Regions from separate parts of the Mus musculus genome. Here regions 2, 3 and 4 are each linked to region 1. Evidence: chromatin contacts called from public HiCAR-type and promoter capture Hi-C data. All regions are on one chromosome and are shown on one strand. The core of a region is the stretch at or near the end of the contact, and the rest is flanking DNA. Distances in the headings are between cores, read along the strand shown.

What was found. Promoter capture Hi-C pulls out the DNA fragments that hold promoters and counts their contacts. HiCAR-type assays count read pairs that join an accessible place to other places.
Region 2: a promoter capture Hi-C map of hippocampal neurons shows a contact between it and region 1, with 20 times the contacts expected there. The contact joins the enhancer-like site here to the promoter of Fzd4 in region 1. A contact is called at or near these places in 5 of 39 promoter capture datasets (the 3T3-L1 cell line, 3T3-L1-derived adipocytes, frontonasal cranial neural crest and 2 more), 10 of 484 Hi-C or Micro-C datasets (the AtT-20 cell line, the G1E-ER4 cell line, cerebellar granule neurons and 5 more) and 4 of 115 datasets of contacts at active chromatin or transcription factors (astrocytes, embryonic forebrain, embryonic hindbrain and 1 more).
Region 3: a contact with region 1 is called in a HiCAR-type map of astrocytes, with 5 times the contacts expected there. The contact joins the promoter of Nox4 here to the promoter of Fzd4 in region 1. A contact is called at or near these places in 3 of 39 promoter capture datasets (the 3T3-L1 cell line, hippocampal neurons and liver) and 1 of 115 datasets of contacts at active chromatin or transcription factors (astrocytes).
Region 4: a HiCAR-type map of astrocytes shows a contact between it and region 1, with 5 times the contacts expected there. The contact joins the promoter of Folh1 here to the promoter of Fzd4 in region 1.

The regions. Positions count from the first base shown.
Region 1 is chr7:89,402,944-89,405,643 of GRCm38.p6, reverse strand. It overlaps Fzd4 (frizzled class receptor 4), which reads right to left and starts at 1,278. Exons shown (of 2, transcript NM_008055.4): 1 at 673-1,278. The coding sequence starts at 957. It also overlaps a transcript of Tmem135 not described here.
Region 2 is chr7:87,109,838-87,112,537 of GRCm38.p6, reverse strand. No RefSeq gene overlaps it. Among named protein-coding and RNA genes, the nearest start is that of Vmn2r79, 110 kb to the right of the region's middle. Within about 2 kb of position 1,302, at least 12 of the 459 cell types and tissues checked have an H3K27ac peak or open chromatin away from gene starts, as enhancers often do.
Region 3 is chr7:87,245,295-87,247,994 of GRCm38.p6, reverse strand. It overlaps Nox4 (NADPH oxidase 4), which reads right to left and starts at 1,346. Exons shown (of 18, transcript NM_015760.5): 1 at 1,093-1,346; 2 at 412-507. The coding sequence starts at 1,149.
Region 4 is chr7:86,774,557-86,777,256 of GRCm38.p6, reverse strand. Folh1 (folate hydrolase 1) reads left to right here and starts at 1,393. Exons shown (of 19, transcript NM_016770.3): 1 at 1,393-1,618. The coding sequence starts at 1,498.

The DNA of each region.
Region 1 (2,700 bases), core at 29-2,528:
AGGGAAAAAAAGAAAAGGAAAAAAGAAGTTTTCAAATATGCACACTACCTTCCTGGAGCCTTTTCAGTCCTTCCAAAAATTAAACCTGCCTCCAACGTTAAGGACAAGAAAGAACTCGGGCCAACCTAACCACTCTTTCCTGTATGACCTCTAAAAAGTGCAGGACGACGGCGGGGCATTCTGCAGAAAACAGACAGCGATGTTTTATTTGGTAACCTACACCCAAAAATACAGGCAAAAGGGAGGTCGATGAGCGACCTGGAAGGGCGAAGTTCTGTCTCCTTATCACTCCTTCCAAGATTTAGGTGCAACCCGCTGCCCTGCCAGGACTCGCCCACCAAGCAGCGGCTGCCGGAATCCTTGGCAAAGATAGCCCTCAACTCCACTGGGGTTAGGGGCTTGGCCAGACATGGGCAGGGGAGAAAAACGGAAGGGCGGGGTGTAAGAATAGGTTCTTTCGCGGGCCAGATGACTTACACAACGTTTTGGCTTCCAGTCTCCAAGAGGGACAGAAAAGTGGGGGGTGGGGTGCGGGTTGGAAATCACTTTCTCAGGAGTTGTACCCTCAAGTTAGGAAGGGACCAGGAGGCTCGATCTGTCAGGGATTCCAAGGAAGGAGTTTGGGAGTCTCTGTCTACCGAGTCCTCCGGGGATGGGGGTAGGGGCACCCACCTGCAGCTGGCTGGAGCAGCCGTACTGGATGAGCGGCGTGAAAGTTGTCAGCTGCAGCTCGGCGTCTGTCTGCAGCTCGTGTCCCACTAAGTTGGGCATCTTGGTCACGTTGTAGCCGAGGTTCTGGCACATGGCGATGCGGATGGGGTCGCAGCGCCGCTCCTCCTCGTCCCCGAACCCCAGTGTCGGCCGCAGGAGCAGGAGGAACTGCAGCAGCAGCCCCAGCCTGAGCCCGACGCCTCCAGGCGCCCCCCGGCTGCTCGGCCCTGTGCCCGGCCAGGCCATGGCCAGAGCTGCGGGCAGCAGCGGCAGAGGCTGATCTAGCAGACACCCCCAGTTTGCACAGGGGCGCCGGTGGCCGCGCTGCTCCCAACTCCGGATAGGGAATGCGGTAAGGCGCCAAGGGCGACAAGGGGGCAGCAGTCGCCTCTCCAGCAGTTGTACGAGAATGTGCGGGATATCAGACGTCCGGAGCCCGGGCCGAGGGATGGACTGCTAGGGTCATGGCTGCAGGCGGCGATCCCAGAACTCGGCGCCGGCCGAGTCCGGCTTTTCGGCGAAGCCCGCCTGCACTCTACGCCGCGCTGTTCTCACCGCCCCAGCGCTCTGTGGCGCTGGAGGTTCGCAGGGCGGGGGCGGGGCGGGACGGACAACGCGACTGTCCAATGAAAGCCCCCCCTGGTCAGAGGGGGCGGGAAGGGGCGGGGCTCCTCTCCTGCTGTAAGGGTCAGGCCCCCGCCCGCGGCTTGATCCTCTCTCCCTTGCTCGCTCCAGAGGCGCCCCGCCCCGCTTGGCTTCCCGGCGCTCGGCGTCCTCCCACCCGGATCCATTGCACGCTGTGGCCAGGCGGCGATGGAGCCCCGTGGCTCCTGCCCAGCCAACCTGCTCTTCTCTTTCAGGTGAGACGTGCTCCCACATCTATGCCCCTTTCACGTCCTTCCCCTTACAGCTGTCACCTCCGGCCCCGTGGCCACCTCTGTATCAAGCAAAATAATGAACACAAAGAACACGGTATTTGGGGTTTACACAGATTGTGGCTTTAAATCCTGGCTGTGTGACCTTGAGCAAATTGCCCAACCTCTCCGCGTCAGGTTCCTCATCCGTAAAGTGACTTGGGAGGATTAGCGATAAAGCCTGAAAGGCTTAGAGCTGGTGCCTGGTACAGTTCGCAGAAAATTTCACCTCTAGCCAGTGGGGCTGGCGCCCGCCCCCCGGCCCCGCCCCGCACTCGGCGCGACCTGCGCCGGGAGCAGCCGGTCTGCAGTCGCCGTGGGGGAGGCGCTCCGGAGCAACAGAGCAGCCGATGGGCTCGCGCTCCGATTTCCTCACCGTACGAAATGAAATTCCACAGGGGGATTCGAAAGGAAATGAGGCCGGGACGCTCCGTGCTTCTCGGCCCGCCGCCCTTCCTGTCTCGGGGACACGGTTTCTAAATAAGGTTGGGAGGGTAAGAGCGCGGGAGGGAAGAGGCTTGACCTGTGCACTCGAAGCGAGGAAGGCGCACAAGCCCCAAGGACGCCCCTTCCCAGACCCGGGACACCCTTCCCCTGCATCCTGCACTTTTTTCGTTCCCATTCTTGCTCTCCGTGGCACTCTGGGGGTCGGCAGATGTTCCCACCCGTGTTCCAATCCAGCTTCTCTCTTCTTCACCCACAAAGAAAGGACTCTGTATTGGGTCCACCCTCTCTCTGCTTCCCATTTGGCCAGTGGAACTCTCAGCAGGTGATTTCCCAAACCATGTACTTGTTACTTGCTGAGACTAAAAGGAGCCTCCAACTGGCCACGCAGTAGGCCAGTTTCTGAGTGAAGTCCATCCATGCTCTCCTGTCACATAGCGGTTCTCAGTACCGGAGTAGTGTAGATCATCTAGCACAGTGACCGATGAATAATGCTCTATAATAACTCGGCTGCCACTTTTTGTTTATATCTGGGACAGATCGTGAAATGTAGATCGTAAGACTACCCCTTGCTTATCAGTCTCGTGCTAAATTCTGAGGATACTGGTAATAAGTAAAGGGATTCCTCCCC
Region 2 (2,700 bases), core at 53-2,552, 2.3 Mb after region 1:
TAATTGAGTTGTGTTCTCCCCCACCCGGGGGGGGGGGTGCGTCTTATTTGGATTGGAGATTTACTGCAACATTATTTCTTCTTCACTCCCTAGCAAACCAACTCTCCTACACAATTATCAGCCATAGGCCACACACTCTTCTCATACACACACACACACACACACACACACACACACACACACACATATATATATATATATATATATAATTCTTTAAAGGCTTCTTTTCCTTTACCTCTGCTGACTACTTAGTCTAGAGAATTCTCTCCTATTTCAGTCCAAACCATCCACCCAAACTTTGTCTATCAGCTCAAATATAAGGGTCATATAAACTTAGTTCAGCCTAGCTTGCTTCTAGGCTACTTTTCCATTGAACACTGCATACAATTTTGCTGCAGCTGTTGTTGTATAAGATTTGCTGTAGAAGGGGCTTTACAGTACTTTTATGCACATTCCATGCTATTTGTGGTCTCAGTAGCAGAGCAATAGAATCACAAAATACTCAGTGAATGCTCAGTATATAATTCATGAATGAACTAATTCTATACAAACATTTATGAATTTGGTCTACATTATTTTGTATTGGGATAGTAAAGGATATAAATGACGATTTTTTTTTCTGAATCATAATTTCCCTGTAACTTACAGTTGAGTAAAATAATCACAAAGGAAATGGCTTCAAGGGAAAGTAACCCCAACCCCAAATGATCTATATGATATATAAAGAATGAACTGGAGCATAAATATTCACAGAATGATGAATGAAACATTCATACAAACATCTAAATCTACTACAAGTAGGCTGTGATTTCAGGCTGCTTGGAGAAGCACAAATAAAAAATTAAGTTGGGGATATTTTATGTAGGTGGTTGGGTGGGAAGTGCAGAGAATTGATTTTTTTAAAAAAGAATATTCAGATTAGACACACATAAATATCTGATATAAATAATTCATTTCCCACTGAGACCGGAACCACAAATGACAGCTGCTAAAATAAAATTAATGATACCTTAAAGAATTTTTGCTTAACATTCAATACCTTTTTAATAGTACATAAAAACAGAGGTAGTTAATAAATTTTTAATAGGCATATTAAACAAATAAATAGTATTTTTTTCTTTTCTTTTCTTTTCTTTTTTTTTTTTTCAATGTGTCCACCAATTTATGGAGTCTGTACACCAATGAAAAAGCACATAAAGGTTTTGTAGCTTCAGGGTCAATCAGAATGAAAGTGTGTGTCGGTTTTCACAATAAAACACAGGTGCGCTGGATTCTGAAAATGCTCCTAGAGCTGACTTAGGCTCATCACTCCTGACAGGCAGCATCTGACAATGATTTCTCAGTTATCATGTGAATGGACCGGAGTCATCAGATGTAAGAGCAGAAGGTTTTTAAGTTCTGTAGGATGGTTGTCACCATTCTACCCTTATGAGGTGAATATCGGAGAAGACAGAGGTAGAGTGCTGGCCTCCTTTGCATGAAATGCTAAATTCAGAAGGGTGAAGAAATAGAACAGAATTAGAAAATGGCAGAACTGGGGCTAAAACTCACAAGTTTCAATTCTCAGTCCAGTGGGCTTTTTTCATACACTACCCACCTAAAATAAAGCACTACAAAATTTCCTACAAAATCCACTCTAAAATACAGGACTACATTTACCTGTCTTTAGATTACAAGGAACCGGTCTGGCTCCATGTTTTAATGTCAGGTCTTTGTTTCCTTCTTGTTTACAGAAAGAGCACCACTGTTCACAGTCTCACAGTGCCATCTAGTGCCTACGTCAGATATTACAAAATATAAGAAATAATACATTCTTATACACTTGTATATGTGAAAATTTCTACACTACATTTAAAGTTAAAACAGGAAGGGAATTTAATAGAATTCTAACATATGTTACATACAGCATACAATACATTGTTGAAATTATTCCTTTATTTTTAATAACCTTTGATTATTGCCACTCTGAGCTTTAATCATATTATCAAGTCAACAAAGATTTATTAGAGTTATTTACGTTATAGCCACAGGAGACACTATGGTACCTTTATTCAGATTTTCACACTATACATGGGAACATAGACTTATTAGAAGAAACTTTAAAACTATGTAATCAGGATGACAATTAAAATATGTGAGAAATGTGCTGAGGAAGAGATGCTAGCTGGCTAAGAAGTCAAATAGACAAATGAGAAGATAAGACCTTGTAAATACAGGCCTAGAGAGACATTGGTCATTAACCTGAATTAAAGGGAGAAAAAATAATAAGAAATATTTTTCAGCTATAGAAATCCCTCGCCTAGCTACTCTTTGCAGTTGTTTTATTTATTTACATTTCAAATGTTGTCCCCCTTCCTAGTTTTCCCTCCTCAAACCCTCCATCCCATCCTCATTCCCTTTGCCTCTACCAGGATGTTCCCCCACCCATATACTCACTCCCGACTCACCGTCCTAGTATCCCCCCAATGCTGGGCATCAAGCCTCCACAGGACCAAGAACCTCCCCAGCCATTGGTGCCACTTAAGGCATCCACTGCTACATATGTAGATGGAGCCATGGGTCCCTTCATGTATACTCTTTGGTTGGTATTTTAGTCCCTGGGAGCTCAGCGTGGTCTCCTTAGTTAATATTGTTCTTCCTATGGGGTTCCAATCCTCTTCACCTTCTTTGGTCCTTTCCCTAACTCTTTCATTGAGGTTC
Region 3 (2,700 bases), core at 97-2,596, 2.2 Mb after region 1:
CCTCTGAGAGAAGCAAACTCTTCAGGGCTTGCTCACTGGTGCAGCTTGGGGGGGAAAAAAAGGAGAAGAAGAAGAAGAAGAAGAAGAAGAAGAAGAAGAAGAAGAAGAAGAAGAAGAAGAAGAAGAAGAAGAAGAAGAAGAAGAAGAAGAAGAAGAAGAAGAAGAAGCAGAAGCCAGCAACTTCCCTCAGACTCTGATAGCCTGGTCTGACAGGTTCATTTACCTCAATTTAACAGATACTACTACCCTTGCTCCTTAAAGGGCCAAACTCAAGAAGCTTGACTGCTCAAAGAAACACATGTTTTTTAAGTTGACAGCAAATATTACTATGAGAAATGGGTGTACTGACAAAATCCTGTAGTAGTTTGTTGCCTTAAACCCACTCTACCAGGTCATCCCAGATTCACTTACGCCCAACATTTGGTGAATGTAGTAGTATTCTGGCCCTTGGTTGTACAGCAGGAAGGTTTTCCAGAAAAGTAGAACGTTTAGGGACAGCCAAATGAGCTAGACCAGTCAAAGAGAAAGAAAAAAACAAAGTTAAAAAAAAAAGAAAAATAATCATCTGATAGAAGCCACACACAAGACTCACCTGGGTACATGCAATTTCAGAAAGCAGAAAGCATGCTCAGTCAGTAAGTGGAAAAGCTGCTCTGAGGACACCTCACTTGGCCTTACCCAGACCCTGCACTGAAATAAAGGTTGGTGGCTAATAGATCACTTAATCAGCTACACCTTACTTCCCCAACTCTATTGCAAACTGAGAGTAAGAAAGTAGTATCATTATCATGGCGCATGGGATGCCCAATATAGGGAAGCAATTGGAAGAGCATAGGAAATGAGTGTTTTAAAAGCTCCCTTAGCTCCCCTTTCCTCTGCATTGGCTCCTCATCAATCTGTACTAAAGCTCCCTTGCATTGAGCAGGAAGTATTTCCAGGAATGCATAAAGTCATGGTTAGGTGAGAAAGTCAGAAAACTAAACCCCCAAACTTCCAATTCTCTCATCCCACCAGTACACATTCTGAGAATGAATCAAACTGGCTGCAGCATAGATAGACTGTCTGTCAGGCCAGCTTGGCCCTCCATCCTACCAGGCAGAGGTGTTTAACCCCTTCGTTGGCCAGCCAGCTCCTCCAGGACACCGCCATGCCGCCGGCGCGGGGAGTGCTGCGCCCTGCTCGGTGCTCAGGACCGAAAGGAGCGATCAGTGGCCGGGGCAGCAGATCCAGGGGCGCCGCCTGCAGGGGAGCGGCGTGGGGGCGAGGGTCAAAGGCTGTACTGAGTCTGGAGGCCTGGCTGGAGGTCTCCACCCGGCTCCCACCGCGCTGCTCCCTTGCCTCCCCACGCCCCCTGGCCCCGCGCGCCGCCCTGCGCCAGCCCCTTTGTCTCGCGCGAGCCTGTTGTTGTGGCGGCGGTTCAGGACGTCCCGGGTGGGAAGGTGGAGGCGTCCCCTGCAGCCTCCAGCCGGGCCTGTCCAGCTGCAGACATGCCCCAGATGCGAGAATGGGAATCGGAAGCTTGGGGACGTTCTTTGCATCCCGGGGCGCATACACCCTACTTCCTAGAATGGTTGTGCACCACCACCGCCACCAGCACCACCCACCCACCCACCCACCCACCACCACGCCGCCAAAATGACAGAAAGAAAAGAAAAAAAGAACAAAAAAAAGAAAAGTTCGGCTGAAAGAAACTTGGTAAAGAAATTTGAGCCGGAAGTAGCCTTTTGTGTATTAGCCTTCCCTATCCAGCCAGTCCTGTGTCTACAAAGAAGTACCATCTCACAGTCAGAAGCCCAAGTCTTCCTTTCTTCCCACTTCTCTATCAGCTGCCCCACCTATCCCTGTCTTGAGATAAAACTTTCTGTATCTTGCTGAAAACAAACCAGGCAGGCAAAGAGTTAACGCTGACGTTATTTTCAGGAGTTTTTAGGAAGCTCAGATTCCCTCTAGGAATGTGCACTTTATACTGCTAATTGCAAAGTCAACTCATTAAAAAGAAACCCTCTTAAACTTGTACCAGAAGTCTATGGAAGGTGAGGAGTGTGCAATGGGCATAGTTAATTAGTTAAACAGTTAATCATATGAAATAATGTCTGTATCATAATCGGTGTTCAGTGACTTTATTAACTAACATACGTAATAGGTAAAAAAAAAAAAAAGAAGAAAAAGAAAGAAAGAAAGAAAGAAAGAAAGAAAGAAAAGGCATTTGATGTGCTTAATCTAATTTCATGTCATCCAAGATTTTTCTTGTAAAATGAAAAAACATTTTATCACACTGGCAATTGAAGTAAAAGTTTAATTAATGGAACTAAAATTTAATAAATCATGCTGTACTTCATGCAACGTCCTTATCTAAGTTAATTTAAGAAACTGCATTCAATTCCAACCTTCAGATTGAAAAACTGGAATCAATCTGTATCGAGTCCTAGTTGACCACCACACACATTTCTTTGTGTCCTCTCATTTCAATGTGTAACCTGTCTCAAGCATGAGTGAGTCAAGAATACTTCTCAGAGTTGTCTACCATATAATGTGTAAGTAATACTAAGACTTCATTGCCAGTTAATATAACTTATTCACACCTAAGTATACTTCTTTATACCTAAAGAACCAAAGAAGTGACATATGAAAACCCCCCAGGTGTGTCACCACTAAAGAAAGGAGACTATCCAAAGCCAGAGGCTACTGCATCCTCAAACT
Region 4 (2,700 bases), core at 144-2,643, 2.6 Mb after region 1:
CCTGCTGACCTATACTTTAACTTTATCATCAATCATAATCCTCTCAGGTGAACTGCAGGAAATATGCTATTATGTAATTTAGTGTTTCTAGCAAAACTCTAAAGATTATAGCTTCAAAATCCACCTAAAATGGCATACATTGCATTGAAATAAGAAGTTATAACTTGATTCAAGAAGCCACACCCATGCTGAGGTACATGTTACCTTGTTTTAGAAATTTTCCCTTCTTTTAAACCTGGTGCTTAAAACTCTAAATTAGAAAATTCCTTTAATAAATCTGAATCCTGCCTTTTATTAACATATGTTGTCGGTCTTTTCTGTGTGAAAGCCAGTTTTACCAGGATCTAGCTTCATAATTATTAAGGAACTCCTCAGGCTGCTATTGATAGCTGCATTGAGCTGTCTTTCCTTTCTGCTACAGATGTAAATCACTTCATTAATTTTATTGTTTTTGTTCTTGGTGTTTAGAGTCTGGGCCAGATATTTCTAGAACCTGTCTCTTATCCAAAAAAATCAAAAGAAAATCTCAAAAAGATGTGCAGTTAAACTAACATATTTTCTTTATTCAGTATTTCTATCTGAATCTATTACTCCCGAACTAAGAAAAGAAAGATGGTATTTGTTGGCATCAGGATCTCCCAAACCTAGGACATCACATAGGGGACAGCTTGACCTGTGACCTTCAGACCGGTTGCCAAGGCAACAGGCACCATATTCCCAACATCCACTTGGCTCACCTCCCACCTTTACCTCTCCCTATAAATAAGGAGAACACCCCTCCATCTCTCTTTCCCCTCTTCTCTTTCTGCCGCCTCCTTCTCTCTAATTCCCCCAATAAAACCTCTTCCACGTGGAGCTCCCTTGGCCTAGTGTGCTGTTGAGACGCGACCCGCCATTCTAACACAGTATTCAGGTCACATTTTAATTTATCTACTAATGTACAAATAACTTGGGGAAGAGGCATGAATTTCAGATGTCAAAAAAAAATTAGTAGAGTTGGAATTCATCAGGAAGATTTTTCAACAGAGACTAAAGCACAGGATTAACAGACAGAGAACTATCAGGGAAAGGAGAGTGCTCACTCATGTGTGTAAGTATTGGCTCTTCAGGACTAAGTCTCTCACATTCCTCAAAGTTTATTGAAGTTAATACGGATCATTAAGCAAGTATAAGGACTCTGCAATACTTTTCTGAGTACAGGCTGTACTATTTGGCAAGTTATCATTGCTTTCTGATATTCTTGTTTATCTCTCTATTTAGCCCCTGTCAATAAAGTCTCAAAGAGAAACTGAAGCCTCACTCCAAAGAAGCCAGAGTAGGCAGTTTCCCTTAGCCTAACTACAATTGGCTCACAGTACGCCAGAATTTGGGGGCGGAGAAAGTCTTAGGAGAGACTTCTATTTCCCAGGGGAATAGCAGTGGGAGGAAATTTTAACCCGCAGAATCTCTGCAGTGGATGTAGAAGAGAACTGCTGAGGAAAACTAAAGTTGCCAGAGATGTGGAACGCACTGCAGGACAGAGACTCCGCGGAGGTCCTGGGACACCGCCAGCGCTGGCTCCGTGTTGGGACACTGGTGCTGGCTTTAACCGGAACCTTCCTCATTGGCTTCCTCTTTGGTATGGTGCATTTGCATGGCAAAGTGCATAATCTCCCTGTTCCTTCGCTTCTGCACTCTTGTAGCTGCTCTTCCCGCAGGAGAGGTTTCGGGTCTTCCCCGGGGTGCAGTGATTTGCATGGAGGAAGGAACCTTTAGTATCTGAGTTAAGCAGAGGTTTCCTGGGGTCTGAGCAGGATTGAATTAGGAATAAATTATCTGTATATAGAATTGCATAGATTAAAGTCAGATTACAAACAAAACAAAACAAAATAAACAAAAACCAGAAACAGTAACTAGAATTAGGTCTGACCCATTGGGACCCTGCAGGACACTACCCTTCTCAGTGCTGATTCCCAGTGGCTGCTGATCCAGATCTACCAGTAAGCTTGGTTTTAGTGGCTTTTGCCTTTGGGGGTGGGGTGGGGAGGCTGGGGAGACGTGGTGGGGGAAGGTTCACCTGTCTCCTACCTGTGTCAATTTCAAGGATACCATGGCATCCAGGACATCTCTGTGAAAGGATTCTCTTTCTGTTCACATTCTTCCTTGGACAAGCAGAGAGACATTCTGGGAAATGTGAATTACTGTCAGCACTGCCTGAACACATCCTTAACAGGAGCCTCCTGACCTTAGTTCAGATTTAGCCCAACTCTGTAAGAAACCATCTGCATCAGAAATCAGTAGCAGAGCATAGCTGATTTACAAATTCAGAGTTTGTATCACTAATTCTCGTTTACTGTGAAAAAAATTTACCCATTCTCTTTCAACCTTAATTTTCCCCATATTTATGATGAAACTTGAATGAGAAACGTACAGATAATAGGACACTATTTAGCAGGAGGAGCTTTACTAGAAAACTACTTGGGTCTTTGATGAGGGATCTGTTTCCTACTGGACTTTAGTACACAGGCCAGTCTAACTTGTCATCAAGTCATCCGTCTTTGCTCTGCATTTTGAATTACTTCTATGTCATTGGTAAAGACAGGCTCTGAACCAATTGTGTAGCCTTTGGCCAGAGACTTCAATCAAACTAAACACAAAGATATCAGTAATTACCTATGATTGCTGTGAGCCCCAATGAGATTGAATTAAATTGAGTTTCTG